Linked DNA regions of Mus musculus: regions 2 and 3 are each linked to region 1. The links are chromatin contacts, called in public HiChIP or PLAC-seq and promoter capture Hi-C maps. All regions are on one chromosome and are shown on one strand. Each heading gives the region's core, a stretch centred on a gene start, on an enhancer-like site or on the middle of the called end of the contact. The rest is flanking DNA. Distances are from core to core; before and after follow the strand shown. Region 1 holds the start of Etnk2 (ethanolamine kinase 2). Region 2 overlaps Atp2b4 (ATPase, Ca++ transporting, plasma membrane 4). Region 3 has its middle 8.7 kb from the start of Zc3h11a.

The links. Promoter capture Hi-C pulls out the DNA fragments that hold promoters and counts their contacts. HiChIP or PLAC-seq counts read pairs in DNA pulled down with a chosen protein or histone mark.
Region 2: a contact with region 1 is called in a promoter capture Hi-C map of liver. The contact joins the enhancer-like site here to the promoter of Etnk2 in region 1. A contact is called at or near these places in 5 of 39 promoter capture datasets (embryonic stem cells, liver, pre-B cells and 2 more), 10 of 484 Hi-C or Micro-C datasets (the HL-1 cell line, embryonic stem cells, liver and 2 more), 4 of 115 datasets of contacts at active chromatin or transcription factors (double positive thymocytes, embryonic stem cells and epiblast stem cells) and 1 of 9 other capture datasets (embryonic stem cells).
Region 3: an H3K4me3 HiChIP or PLAC-seq map of embryonic stem cells shows a contact between it and region 1, with 5 times the contacts expected there. The contact joins the enhancer-like site here to the promoter of Etnk2 in region 1. A contact is called at or near these places in 8 of 39 promoter capture datasets (cranial neural crest, embryonic stem cells, hippocampal neurons and 4 more), 1 of 484 Hi-C or Micro-C datasets (embryonic stem cells), 4 of 115 datasets of contacts at active chromatin or transcription factors (embryonic stem cells and epiblast stem cells) and 1 of 9 other capture datasets (pancreatic islet).

Annotation. Positions count from the first base shown.
Region 1 is chr1:133,361,336-133,365,275 of GRCm38.p6, forward strand. It overlaps Etnk2 (ethanolamine kinase 2), which reads left to right and starts at 2,237. Exons shown (of 8, transcript NM_175443.5): 1 at 2,237-2,683. The coding sequence starts at 2,429.
Region 2 is chr1:133,710,955-133,714,894 of GRCm38.p6, forward strand. The region is part of intron 19 of Atp2b4 (ATPase, Ca++ transporting, plasma membrane 4); the gene reads right to left. Among named protein-coding and RNA genes, the nearest start is that of Mir6903, 14 kb to the right of the region's middle. Within about 2 kb of position 2,122, at least 36 of the 459 cell types and tissues checked have an H3K27ac peak or open chromatin away from gene starts, as enhancers often do. A contact at or near this core is called in liver and trophoblast stem cells, where this site is marked.
Region 3 is chr1:133,668,152-133,672,091 of GRCm38.p6, forward strand. No RefSeq gene overlaps it. Among named protein-coding and RNA genes, the nearest start is that of Zc3h11a, 8.7 kb to the left of the region's middle. Within about 2 kb of position 2,125, at least 40 of the 459 cell types and tissues checked have an H3K27ac peak or open chromatin away from gene starts, as enhancers often do. A contact at or near this core is called in embryonic stem cells, where this site is marked.

The sequences.
Region 1 (3,940 bases), core at 987-3,486:
CCTACAGGTTCCTGTCCTACTGCTTGAGTTCCTGTCTTGACTTCCTTTGATGATGAACTGTGGTGTGGAAGTATAAGTCAAATAGACCCTTTCCTCCCCAAGGTGTTTGATCGTGGTGTTTCATCCCAGGCCCCGTGCTGCTGAACAACCCAACCCTATATGGAATTCCCTGGAAAACCTCTGTCAGCATGCTCTGCACACTCCGTGCCCCTGCCCCATGTGACCATCTACAGAGGCAATCTAAGTCGTCACTGTGCAAGAACATGGAATGTCAGACATCCAATAATCCTACCTCACACACATAGAAAAACACATAAAAAGGCTAATTTGCCCAAGATCACTCGGTGAAGAATCAAGCGGAGAAGGAACCTGAAAAACTATCCGAGAGAATCCAACCCAAATGACACAGCCCCTGGGGGCGGGGCTCTCACCTCAGTCCCACATGCGCAGTGCTGGCACAGGGACAGAGCTCCAAACACCTTGCTTTGGGTCAGGTGCACACACGGGCTGTCTTCCACCTCCAGGCCTAAGCTCCACAGGTTTTGTTCAGCCTGCTTTCTTACAGAACCCAGGACCACCAGCCCAGGGGAGGCACCACCCACAATGGGCTGGTAGAGGACTCTTTTTCCACTCACCCCTCAGACTGCCCATGAAGAGTGTATAGCTTAGGGGATAAGAAAGCAGGCATCAACCTGTATTCCCTCATCCCTCTTTGACCCCTCCTCCCCCAAAAGCAAGGTACTGAGTGTCCCAACCAAGCGCTTGGTATCTGTAGGATTTCACTCTCCTAAGGTTAAGGACCCAGGGCTTCTCTGAGGTGATATTTGTATAGCGGGAGCTGCTTTCAGGGTGCTGGCACAGAGCTGAGAAAGCGAGTCTGGACTCCCACTGATTGTGTTCCCTTGTGCCGCAAGGTTTGCTTTGCCTATTGCAAAAGAAAGAGCTGGAGGCAATGTCCTTTCCAGTTCTGGCATCCTGGGACATCATGACCTCAAGTAGGTGGTCCCTCCCTACCATCTGCTACAATGTCCAGTACAGTGGCTGCATGCTGTTGTTTGTATGCGTATAAAGATTAAAGTTACACAAAATGTCACACTGGCCACATTTCAAGGGCTGAGTAGCCACGTGAGGCTAGTGGCCCCTGCAAGAGGCACCAGCACAGAAACTGGACCAGAAGACCTGGGTGCAAAGCAGCAAGAACCAAAAGGCCTCGTGGTGGAGATGTTCCTGAGTAGGTCGGAGGGACAACCTTGGGGACACAGAAACACATCTATTTTGTAGGCATTTTTCAAGTAGGGCAGTATGAGGTGATAAGAAATGAGGTCCCAAGGCAAGCCCAGGTCTCTCTATGCTAGAGAGCTGGCAGCTAACTGGTCTCACTCTGGAAGTGACCAGGGGAATATATGACTAAGGGACGGGCTTTCCAAGGGCTGGCCTGGCCTCTTTCCATGTGTCTTCTCTGTACAGTAAGTCTGCCAGGGGACTTATCCCTTCCCCTTGTCATGCTACATACACATAGATCCCTAGGTTGTACTATGGCCTTTGATCACCTCTTTGCTCAACAAAACACTGAGCTCCGGGCACCTGTGCGACCACTATCTATGCCCAGTCAGCCTTGCAGGACAGGGAGGAAGGCTTAAGGATTATTTAGTGAGCCAAACTCAGTCTTGCTCAAAGTCCTGGCTTACAATGTGCTTGTACACTCATAAAAGTACCCTGGAACATTCTATCAGAGTCCAGTCTGCCTATGGGACACTCACCCTGAACCATCACCATGCTGTTCTCCATCGAAGGTGTGTGTGTGTGTGTGTGTGTGTGTGTGTGGTGCTGAATGATGCCTAGAAGGCCTTAGAAACGCAGCCCAACCTTTCCCAAGAGATTTAATGGCAAGCCGAAGCCCACACTATAGGAGCATCCGATCTCCACGTTCCAGGATGAGGTTGGGACAAAGACAAGCTCTTCCCTCCTTAGCCCCAGCCCCTTACCCTAGACTACCCGGAAAAGAGCTCTTTAGCTGTGGGCTCCAGTGGGAAACTGGTCAACCAGTACTAGGATACTGGAGCAGGGATCTGGGGCGGGGCCTGGGGAGGCTCCGCCCTTTGCGTCATTAAGGCGGGGCATCCCCCACCCAGAGCTCCAGGTAGCGGTGGAGCCAGCAACGGGAGATGGCGGGCTGCACTCGCCCGGAGGCGGGGGCGGGGCGGGCAAGGGGCGTTACTGCGACCCATGATGTCACTGTCGCGGCGGACCTTGGCGATTCCCGGCCAGCTGTGTTGCTCGGTTGCATCGCCGGAGATTGGAACAGGCAGCTCGCTCATGAGTCATGGACTTCCCCTGGCCCCTCCTCGACCACTCCCACTCTCTCTCAGGGCCCCCCCGTAGGGGCTAACGCGGGCGCGGCGGCTCCGAGGGGGTGGGGCTGCTGGGAATGGCTGTGCCCCCTTCAGCTCCAGTGCCGTGCTCGCCCTTTTACCTGCGGAGGCAGGAGCCTTGCCCGCAGTGCTCATGGAGCATGGAGGAGAAGGCGGTGGCCAGCGCCGGCTGCTGGGAGCCTCCAGGGCCCCCGAGGGCCGCCGTCCCATGCTTCAGCGTCACGGTGGAACAGGACGACATCCTCCCCGGTGCCCTGCGCCTCATTCGGGAGCTGCGGCCGCACTGGAAGCCCGAACAAGTTCGGACCAAGGTAGCCGAGAGGGCGTGAGGCCGGGGATGGGGCGCTGCCGGGCTGCAGAGGGGCTGCGTGGACGCCCGTCAGTGCATCCTCCAAGTGCGGGTTCCAGGGTTTTGCGGCTGTTGCGCAGGAGATGTTTTGGACCGTGGTTTGAATATGTGTGTAACTCTCCATTTCTCTTTGATCCCTATGCAAAGCTGGGCTCACGCTTCCCTGGACCCTCCCCATTCGCCTGCTCCTGCCGCCGGAGGTCCACCTGCCCACTGTCAGCGTGCTGCGCGTGCAGCCCCACCCCCTGTCGCTGCGTGCTTGTCCCCTAGTTGCTCAGAAGTGCTACCCAGCCACTCTGACAACCCGAGGAAGCACGAACTTTTAAGGAAACCTCCCCCTACACCCATGCTGTTCCTTCGCCCTAACTTGAGATCCAAGCCTCGGGGATCTGAGCATTCCTTGTGGCCCCAGGAGCCAGCCCTGTGCAATTCAGAATTCCAGCTAAGCCCTGAGACCTTCTTCACGTGGCCTCAGGCTAGCTCTGAGCAACGCCCCTTTTGACCCCCACTCCATTTTCTTCCCACCTCAGCTGAATACTTTGTCCCACACACACACCTGTGGGCAGAACTGCCCACTGCGAGCCCCTAGCTTACTCCCTCCCTCGCTGTCCTGCATTCTCTTAAAAACCTACCCAGCCCTACACCCCTGACAGCCTGCTTTGGAGGGTTCGGGCCCCATGTCATTGGCCTTCTGAGTATGGAAGGGGCAGCTCTAAGGAGAATCTGGGCTGAATGTGGTAACATTTTCAGAAGACCTGGTCAGGAACAGACAGTGAAGGCATCAAGCCATATTTGAGATTAAACCCAGCACTGCATACCAGATGCTAATCTGGACCCCCACTAGGCCTGTCGTCTCACCTAGAAGGGGTGGGTCCCCTGAAGTCCCATCCAGCTCTGCCCCATAGCGCCCATAAACCTTTAGTTCAGGGTTCCTCCCTCCTTATCACCCTGCCCAGAGAGTCTGGGCTCCCACTCATATTGTCTCCTGTTCCTCCTGGTGTGGAATTCAGAGATTCAAGGACCTCTGGCCACCAAAGCCCTGGGAAGAGTGCCAACTTCAGTACCCTCCTTGTCTCTCTGCCACTGGATAGAGCAGGAGATACAGCTCTGAGAGCCCTTGCCTGCCTTAATGAGAGGCAGCTGATCAGGGTGTCTGTCTGGGCAATTTCTAGCCCTCCCTGGCTACATTCTTGCCTGCAGTGGGGTTCTTTCAGGGCCA
Region 2 (3,940 bases), core at 872-3,371, 350 kb after region 1:
TAATTGGTTCTGGAACTAGAGTTTGATTTAAGGTCATTTCTGAGAGGTAAGACACCACTCGTTGAGCTGACTTCCTCTTTCCAATCTAAGTTACAACTTTTGTTGCCAGCTAACAGTACACTGGTAGCCAAAAAGACTGTTATCAGTGAACAGTTCAGTACTGGCTCCATCAGGACAGACCCTGGCTAAGCATCCCCTGGGCAGAGGCTCCCTCACCCCTAAGTACACAGAGTTCCTAGTCCTGTGGGGTGCGGGGGGGGGGTGGTGGGGGGGGGTGGTGGGGGTGGAATTAATGTCACATCTGAAGAGGCGGAGTTAGAAGAGGAGGGGAGGAACAAAGCAGGACGGGGTGAAACAAAGAAAAACAAAACAAAGCAACTCAAGGAAAGAAGCAGCGAGCAATGCAGAGGAACAATCAGAAAACAGGGTTATCGTCTTTAAAATAGTTAAGGTTAATAACTTTCCAACATTAAAAAAAAAAACAATAAAATGAAACCAGGGTATCCAGCCTGGTTTTAGCTGGGGTAGGGTAGAATTTTTTTTTCTTTTCTTCCCTTAAGTCAAAAGATCAAAGGGGTGGGTGGGGGACCCGAAAAGCACTAGTAACCATGGTTGGTTAAAGTGGATGCCACGTGCTCTCTTGTGGTCGCTTTAGTAAATCATGCATTGTAACATACTCTCACTCACTGCCCACAGGAGGAGATGTAACTGCAGAAGAGATGGCAGAAGAGATGGAGGGGCAAGTTCTGAGTGATGCAACTGCTGCGGAATAGGAGCTAGGAACCAGTTTTACATCAAGGTGTTGAGTCATGTTCTCTCGGACTCTCTTTAAGGGGGCTTCCGTCTGGAATTTGTTAATTACGTCAATCTGCAAAGAATCAGAGAGTGAGACAGCTTTGCTCCACAGTCAGAGAGAAGGAAGAGGAAGGCAGGGTCAGGAGGGCTGGGGAGAGGGGTAGGAGATCAAGAGAGCTATTCCCTTAAACCCAGAGCAACAGGTGAGGGTGGGGCGGGGGAGGGCAGTAATTGCAAACCACACTGTCATTGTCATTTAAGGAACAATTTGCTATGGATTTTCAAACACCCAGCTAGGATTGGGTTTCCTTTTCCCCTGTAGCCTAGGATGGACAGGCACAAAAGAACTTCTCCCCAATGGTAACAGGTAGCTTTTTCATTATGTTGACCTGTACTATTAAAAATAAGGCATGCAATTTGACATACCAGAAACTAAGTACATATTAGTGAAATGTAAGACCCAAGAGCCTCTACACCAACTAAGTCAACTAATTGTTTGTTTGTTTGTTTGTTTTTGCAAATTTCCCAGGAAGTTAACACGTGTGTAAAGAAGATGGGCAGTATAGCAGTCCACACAAGTGGCCTTGGTGAAAAGACTGCCAGGTTGAGTGGCTTGGTTTGGAGGAGGTGTCTTTTTTGACGCTTCCTCCAGCTGCAGTGGTGCTTAGGATTCTGCTGGTACATGACGCACAATTCTGAAACTCACTCATGACTTAAGCACTGGAGACCTTCACTGGCAGACTGGTGCTGGCGACGCTGGGAGGCTGCCGCTGCTGCCACTCTCCCCCACCCGCCTACCACAGCAGCCTTCTGGCTTTCCGCTTTCTCCTTCTTAGGGATGGAGGCAATTAATATCATCGCTTTCCCGCAGTAAGCAATGATCTGGGGTCTTAATCAATCTACCACCCTTCTCCTTGACTCCTAAGCAATAAGGAGCAAATAGAAAGGGATTCCTTTATCTTTCAGAGATCGATTGGGATTCTGTGACTGCATCCCCAGAAGGAAGGTTTCTCCTGAGTCAGACTCCTGTTCTTGTAAACAGAGCCTCTGGAGAAGCCATGAAATACTTAGGGGTGGAGACCAAGTATGAGCTAAAAATGCTTCCCCACACAGTGGCCTGCTGGCTGAGGCTGTAGGAGGTGAGGGCTGCCCTTAGGGGGCGGATTTCAGTCCCATTAAGAAGGTAGAGGCTCCTTCCTAGGAGCTTAGAGTGTTACAGGGTCCAACTTACATAATGAAAACTGCATTCTGAGTTTACTGTTCTAAGAGTCCAGCCCTTTAATTCTTCAAATGTTTGCTTTCTAGTGCTTTTTCCTCCCCCAAACTAAAGGGTAAAGGTGAAGGGAGGAAATGCCTAGAGCCAGGGGAAGGGGGAAATCCCAGCCAGCACTGGGCAGTCACTTGGCAACATCTCCCACCCCACGTGTTGCAATTGGGGACCAGCAGCCAGACTGTAAGGGCTTTTGTTGGAATCCTCCTGAGACTGAACAAAATCCCTCCTGATGGGGGTGGGAGGGCTTTGGACATGGAAGATGCAGTTAGCACACTCAGTCTCATTTGCTCAGTTAGGTGCCAGTTACAATGTTGTGGATGGATCCTATCAGCGGCATCTTCAATAGGCTGCTGTTGGAGGCTGTTTAGGCTTTTGCTTGTTTTTTTTTTTTTTTTTTTTGAGGTAGGGTCTAGCTACACAGCCCAGACTGGCCTAACTAGGAATCTTCCCACCTCAGCCTCCTGAAGATTGTTAGATGTGCACCACATGGTTGGCCTCAGATTTAGGTTTTAAAGTCAATCTGGCCCAGCTCCCTTCCATTCTAGCAGGGAAAGAGGTATGCCTGAAGGTATGTGTGCTGTGGAGATCGGAGAGGTACGGAAAGGGGATGCAAACTGGGAGTGCAGGAAAAGGAAGAGCCATGAATCTCAGCTCCCCAGAAAGAAGACTGGCAAGAAGCAAGGAGGCTCTGGAAGGAGGGGATCCTGGCCAGGAAAAAAACAGGGACAAAACCAAAATAAATAAATAAATATTAAAAAAAAAAAAAAAGCAAACACACAGTAGAAGAGGACCCTGAAGGGAAGAAAAGCAAAGAGGTTATTTTGAAAGGAGCAGACCTGAAGAGATGGAAGTCAAGGTGCTAAATTCTACGGGCACCCAAGGGACTCAGTGGGGGTGGGGGTGGGGGTGGGCAGAGGTGGGGACTTGCTATCATGAGGTGATATATGTAAGTCAGGATTCAGTTCCCTTCCTAGGAAAAAGAGGAGAGGAGCCCAGGGTTTACGACCTGTATCTTGCCCATTTTCTACCTGGTGTCTTCCTGGGGGGTTGGGGGTGGGTGGGAGGCAGTTCCTACCAGGTAAGCAGTTTAAAATGTGAATTAGCTTGTCTTCCCTGTACACTAAAGGGGATGGGGGAGGGGGAGGCTGGCCAGGCAATTTTCTAAACCAGCCAAAGGCCAGTTTTTGAAAGTGAAATATTTTGATCTCTCGCCAACTAGGGGGAAGAAACAGGTCTTGCTCAGGACAGTCCCCTCAAGATCTTGGAATTGACGGTTTGTTTGGGAATCTTGGGACTAAAACCATAAAAGGTTGAGGGGTCTCCGAAGCTGTCCCAGTAGCGATGCATGGAAGTCGGGGGAAATGGGGTTAGGGCTACAAGCAGGGGACTCACTTGTACTCTGTTTCAGAAATTCCCTTTTTGGGAAGCCAGTCTGAATTCTTCCAAAGATATCAGGCACAGAGAGACTGCTGTTTATAGCTACTTAATCATCAGATGCCCCAGAGAGGCCTTGCATCAAGGTGGAACAATGGAAGAAGGTGAGCTTCTTTAACAAAGACCTCCCCAGATAACAGCTCTCACTTCGACCAGTCAGGGATGCTGGCTTTCCTTCCAGTGTTATAAAATCAGGGCCTCTTAGTTCTTCCATCAGGGCAGGGAAGGGACTACACAGTCCCTATCTTGGGGTCGTGGCTGGTACTGGAATAGACCTTATGTGGGAAGACATCTCCACTGACAAACCTGGGGTGGGGGTGGCGATGGGTTGAAGGGCTAACCACAGCTGAGGAACTCGGGGACCGTGGTCCAGTCTGTTGGCCCATGGTCCAGTCTGCCGACTAGTCCCTCCTAGAGGAATCCCCCAGAGACCTCTGG
Region 3 (3,940 bases), core at 875-3,374, 310 kb after region 1:
ATTAACTGTATCAATGATTTTGTATTAAAAATGTTGTACAAATTAATTAATTGTATTAATAATTGTGTTAAATTGTAATAATGTAAGAGCTAGTGGGGAACTAGAATAACCAAAGGCCTAAAACTATTTTAAATAAATATGTCTCTGTGTCATTATTTAGAGCTAGGGCAGGCACAGAAAGGCCTTATGCAGGGCTGGAGACATGGCTCAGTGGTTAAGAGCACTGACTGCTCTTCCACAGAGGACCTTAGTTCAATTCCCAGCAACCACATGGTGGCTCACAACCATCTGTAATGGGATCCGATGCCCTCGTCCCCGGTGTGTCTGAAGACAGTGACAGTGTACTCATATACATTAAATGAATAAATAAATCTTAAATTAAAAAAATAGGCCTATGGTTATATACATTGATGTTAAATGAAGGTCAGAATAACCTTGAAGCATTTGTTTTGATAGAACATAGTAGCTATTTCAGACAACACGACAATTTTGACTTATATATACCTTTTTTAGTTATTTTAGTTTAAGTTTATATAAACATGAGCATTTTGGTTACTACATCTGGAACATGGTTAGAGTCACGGAAATCCCACATGTGTTGCCAAGACAGATGTGACTACTGGAGGTGTGGGGTAGAAGACTGAGACATGTCTAAGCTAACACAAAATGGAGTCAGGACAAGATGGCTTCACCTTAGTCTCCTTTTACTGACACTGGTTAACTGGTGAGAACCGGAGTGGCTGTCTGAGGCAGGGGCTGTTTACATTTTATTGTTTATCACCTTGCTGTGGTTCTAATCTCATTTTACTATGCATGAGTTACTTTTATTGTAGGAAAACTGGCTTTTAAAATCTCTTTTGACTTAGCAATTCTACACTGAGCTGCTGCTTTATAGCTGTAGTCACACAGGGGCAAAAATGACATAGAAGAACACGGTGTCCCTAGTGCCCGTAAACACTGCCGGGACTAAATATTAAATATTATAGTCAGGCTGCAGAGATGGCTCAGCAGTTAAGAGCACTGGCTGCTCTTCTAGAAGATCCAGGTTCACAGTGGCCCACAGCCACCTGTAACCCCAGTTCCAGGGGACCCAGTGCCCTTTTCTGGACTCCAGGGGCATCAGACATACATGTGTTGCACAGATACTTGTGGGCAAAACAACCATAAAAACAAAAAAATAAAGTTTTTAATTAATAAAAAAAAATACAACCATAAAATGGGGTTCCATGTTATTGTTGAGAATATTCATGTTAAAAAAAAATTCTAGTTTTAAAAAAAAAAAAAACCACATTGAATTGCCTGGCTTTAATCTCAGCAGCTGGGAGGCAGAGGCCAGTGGATCTCTGAGTGAAAGGCAGGGTCTAATCTACCTGGTGAGTTCCAGAATGGCCGGGGCTATAGAGAGAACCCCTATTTCAAAAACAAACAAACAAAAACGAAATGAGCCGGGTAGTGGTAGCAAACGCCTTCAATCCCAGCACTTGGGAGGCAGAGGCAGGCAGATTTCTGAGTTCAAGGTCAGCCTGGTCTACAAAGTGAGTTCCAGGACAGCCAGGGCTACACAGAGAAACCCTGTCTCGAAAAAAAAAAAAGCCAAAAACAAACAAACAAACAAAACGAAATGAAACTAAAAATATTCATGTTAAAAGCTGGGCATGGTGTGACCTTTAATCTCAGCCTTCAGGAGAAAGAGACTGGCTGAACGCTGTGCCTTCAAGACTAATCTGATCTATATAGCAAGTTCCAAGACAGTCAGGGCTAGGTAGAGAGACACTGTCTCAAAAATACAGAGAGAGAGAGAGAGAGAGAGAGAGAGAGAGAGAGAGAGAGAGAGAGAGAGAGAGAGAGAGAGAGAGAGAATAAAGGGGAAAAAGTTGATATTGCCACATACAGGGGTGTGTGGTCCTGGAGTTCTAGCCCACAAGCCCAACTCTGAGGATCCCAACAACTCAGGTCCAGCAGCTTGCCCAAAAGCCAAATGCAAAAGGTAATGGAGGAGAAAGGGAATTCGAATCAGCATCACTACGTTAGGAAGACACGGGAGCAGCTCCTCAGCGACTTCAGTACTGTCTTCCGGGTGCTGACATGAGCTCCCAGATTGGAAGGAGGGAAGAAGCGGTGGGCAGCACAGGAGTCCTTTCACTGGTCCTGTTCAGACTGTGATCTGCTTGGTCGGGAGGGCCTTGTCCTCCGTAAGAAGGCAGCTGTTGCTTCAGGGGACGATTCCATCCACCTTATCACAAGATGTTTATCCGTCAGACCTGTGGCTCCTGGACTCCTCGTGACTGCAGCACAGAAGGACTTAGAACAAAGAAGCCGGAAACAAAATGGAGGCCGAGGAGACAAAAGCGGCTACCCCTTCCCCTGGCCCTGCCCTTTCATGGCATGCTAGAATTTATGGTAGGGCTATAAACCTAGCCCAAGATTCAAAACTTGGACAAAGCAATTCGTCTTATCAGCAGGCTGCAGGAGGACAATTCCCACTCCTAAAGAAAGCTCTAAATAACTTGTGATGGAAACTTGCTAAACTGCATAAGGAATATCTACACAAAACTCTGTACAAACCCTCAGAAGGCCATTCCTAAGCAGCAACACTTCTCTTGGGGACTTGCATCTTCACTATCATATCTCTATCCTTGTTTGTTTGTTTGTCTGTCTGTTCGAGACAGGGTTTCTCTGTGTAGCCCTGGCTGTCCTGGAACTCACTCTGTAGACCAGGCTGACCTCCAGCTCAGAAATCTTCCTGCCACTGCCTCCCAAGTGCTGGGATTAAAGGCATGCGCCACCACTGCCCAGCAAGAGTGATCGACTTTGCAGCACTCAGTCCTAAATGGGATGAATCCATCAAACCCCTCGAGGCTCAGGGAGCTATGAGGAAGAGAAGGCAGAAATATTGTAAAAGCCCGAGGTGATGCATGACTCAGGAAACCCGTGTTTTCCAGATACAAGATATCCCCCCTCCTCTTCCTCTTCCTCTTCCTCTTCCTCTTTTCCTTCTCCTCCTAATCCTCTTCTTCCTCCTCCTCCCAATCCCTTTTCTTCTTCTGTAGTGCTGGGTTGGAATTCAGGACTTCACACATGATAGGGGAGACCTCTGCCACTGAGTTATATTCACAGCCTGAATAGTTTTATTTGTTTTGTTTTAAGACATGGTCTTACTTGTAGCCTTGGCTGCTTTCTAACTTTTCTACTGCTGTGATGAAACACCACTGAAGACCATAGAAACCAGGGACAGAAAGAGATAAGTTATTTCAAGGTCACTTTTCTATAGAGACAGGATCTCCTACACAGCCCTGACTTGTCCGGGCACTTCCTGTACACCGTGCTGGCTTTGAACTCACAGAGATTCATCTGCCTCTGCCTCCCAAGTGCTGGCTTTAAAGACATGCGCCACCATGTTGCCTTTGTGTGACTCCAAAGCACTATGAAAAATTATTCATTTCTGACAAGACTCCAGGTGCTTCTGAGCCTCTATTTATGAGACTAATAGGAAGTTGCAACATTTTCTGGGAATTAAATTTCTTTTTTTTTGTTTTGTTTTGTTTGTTTGTTTGTTTGTTTGTTTTGCTTCCCTCCACCCCCAACCCCTAACCCCCAGCCTTTGAGACAAAGTTCCAGGTCTGATTGACCTGGATAGAACTCACTATGTAGATCAGGGTGGCCTCAAACTTGGAGACCTTCTTGCTTTAGTGCTGGGATTAAAGGCATGTCCCATCACACCCAGCTTATCCCCAGTCACTGCCTGTTCCTTCAGCCCTCTGAGCTTCACTCTGAAGTTTCTGGTCTCTGAAGATGGTGCTTTTGGCCTTGACCTCGGCCAAGTGCAGTTAGGCACCTGCTGGCTGCTAATAATGGAAACACGTATCCACAGCTCAGCAGAATGGGGAAGCTGTTGAATGCATTTAAAAATGTTTACTGGCCACTTGTGCTTTCCTTGTAT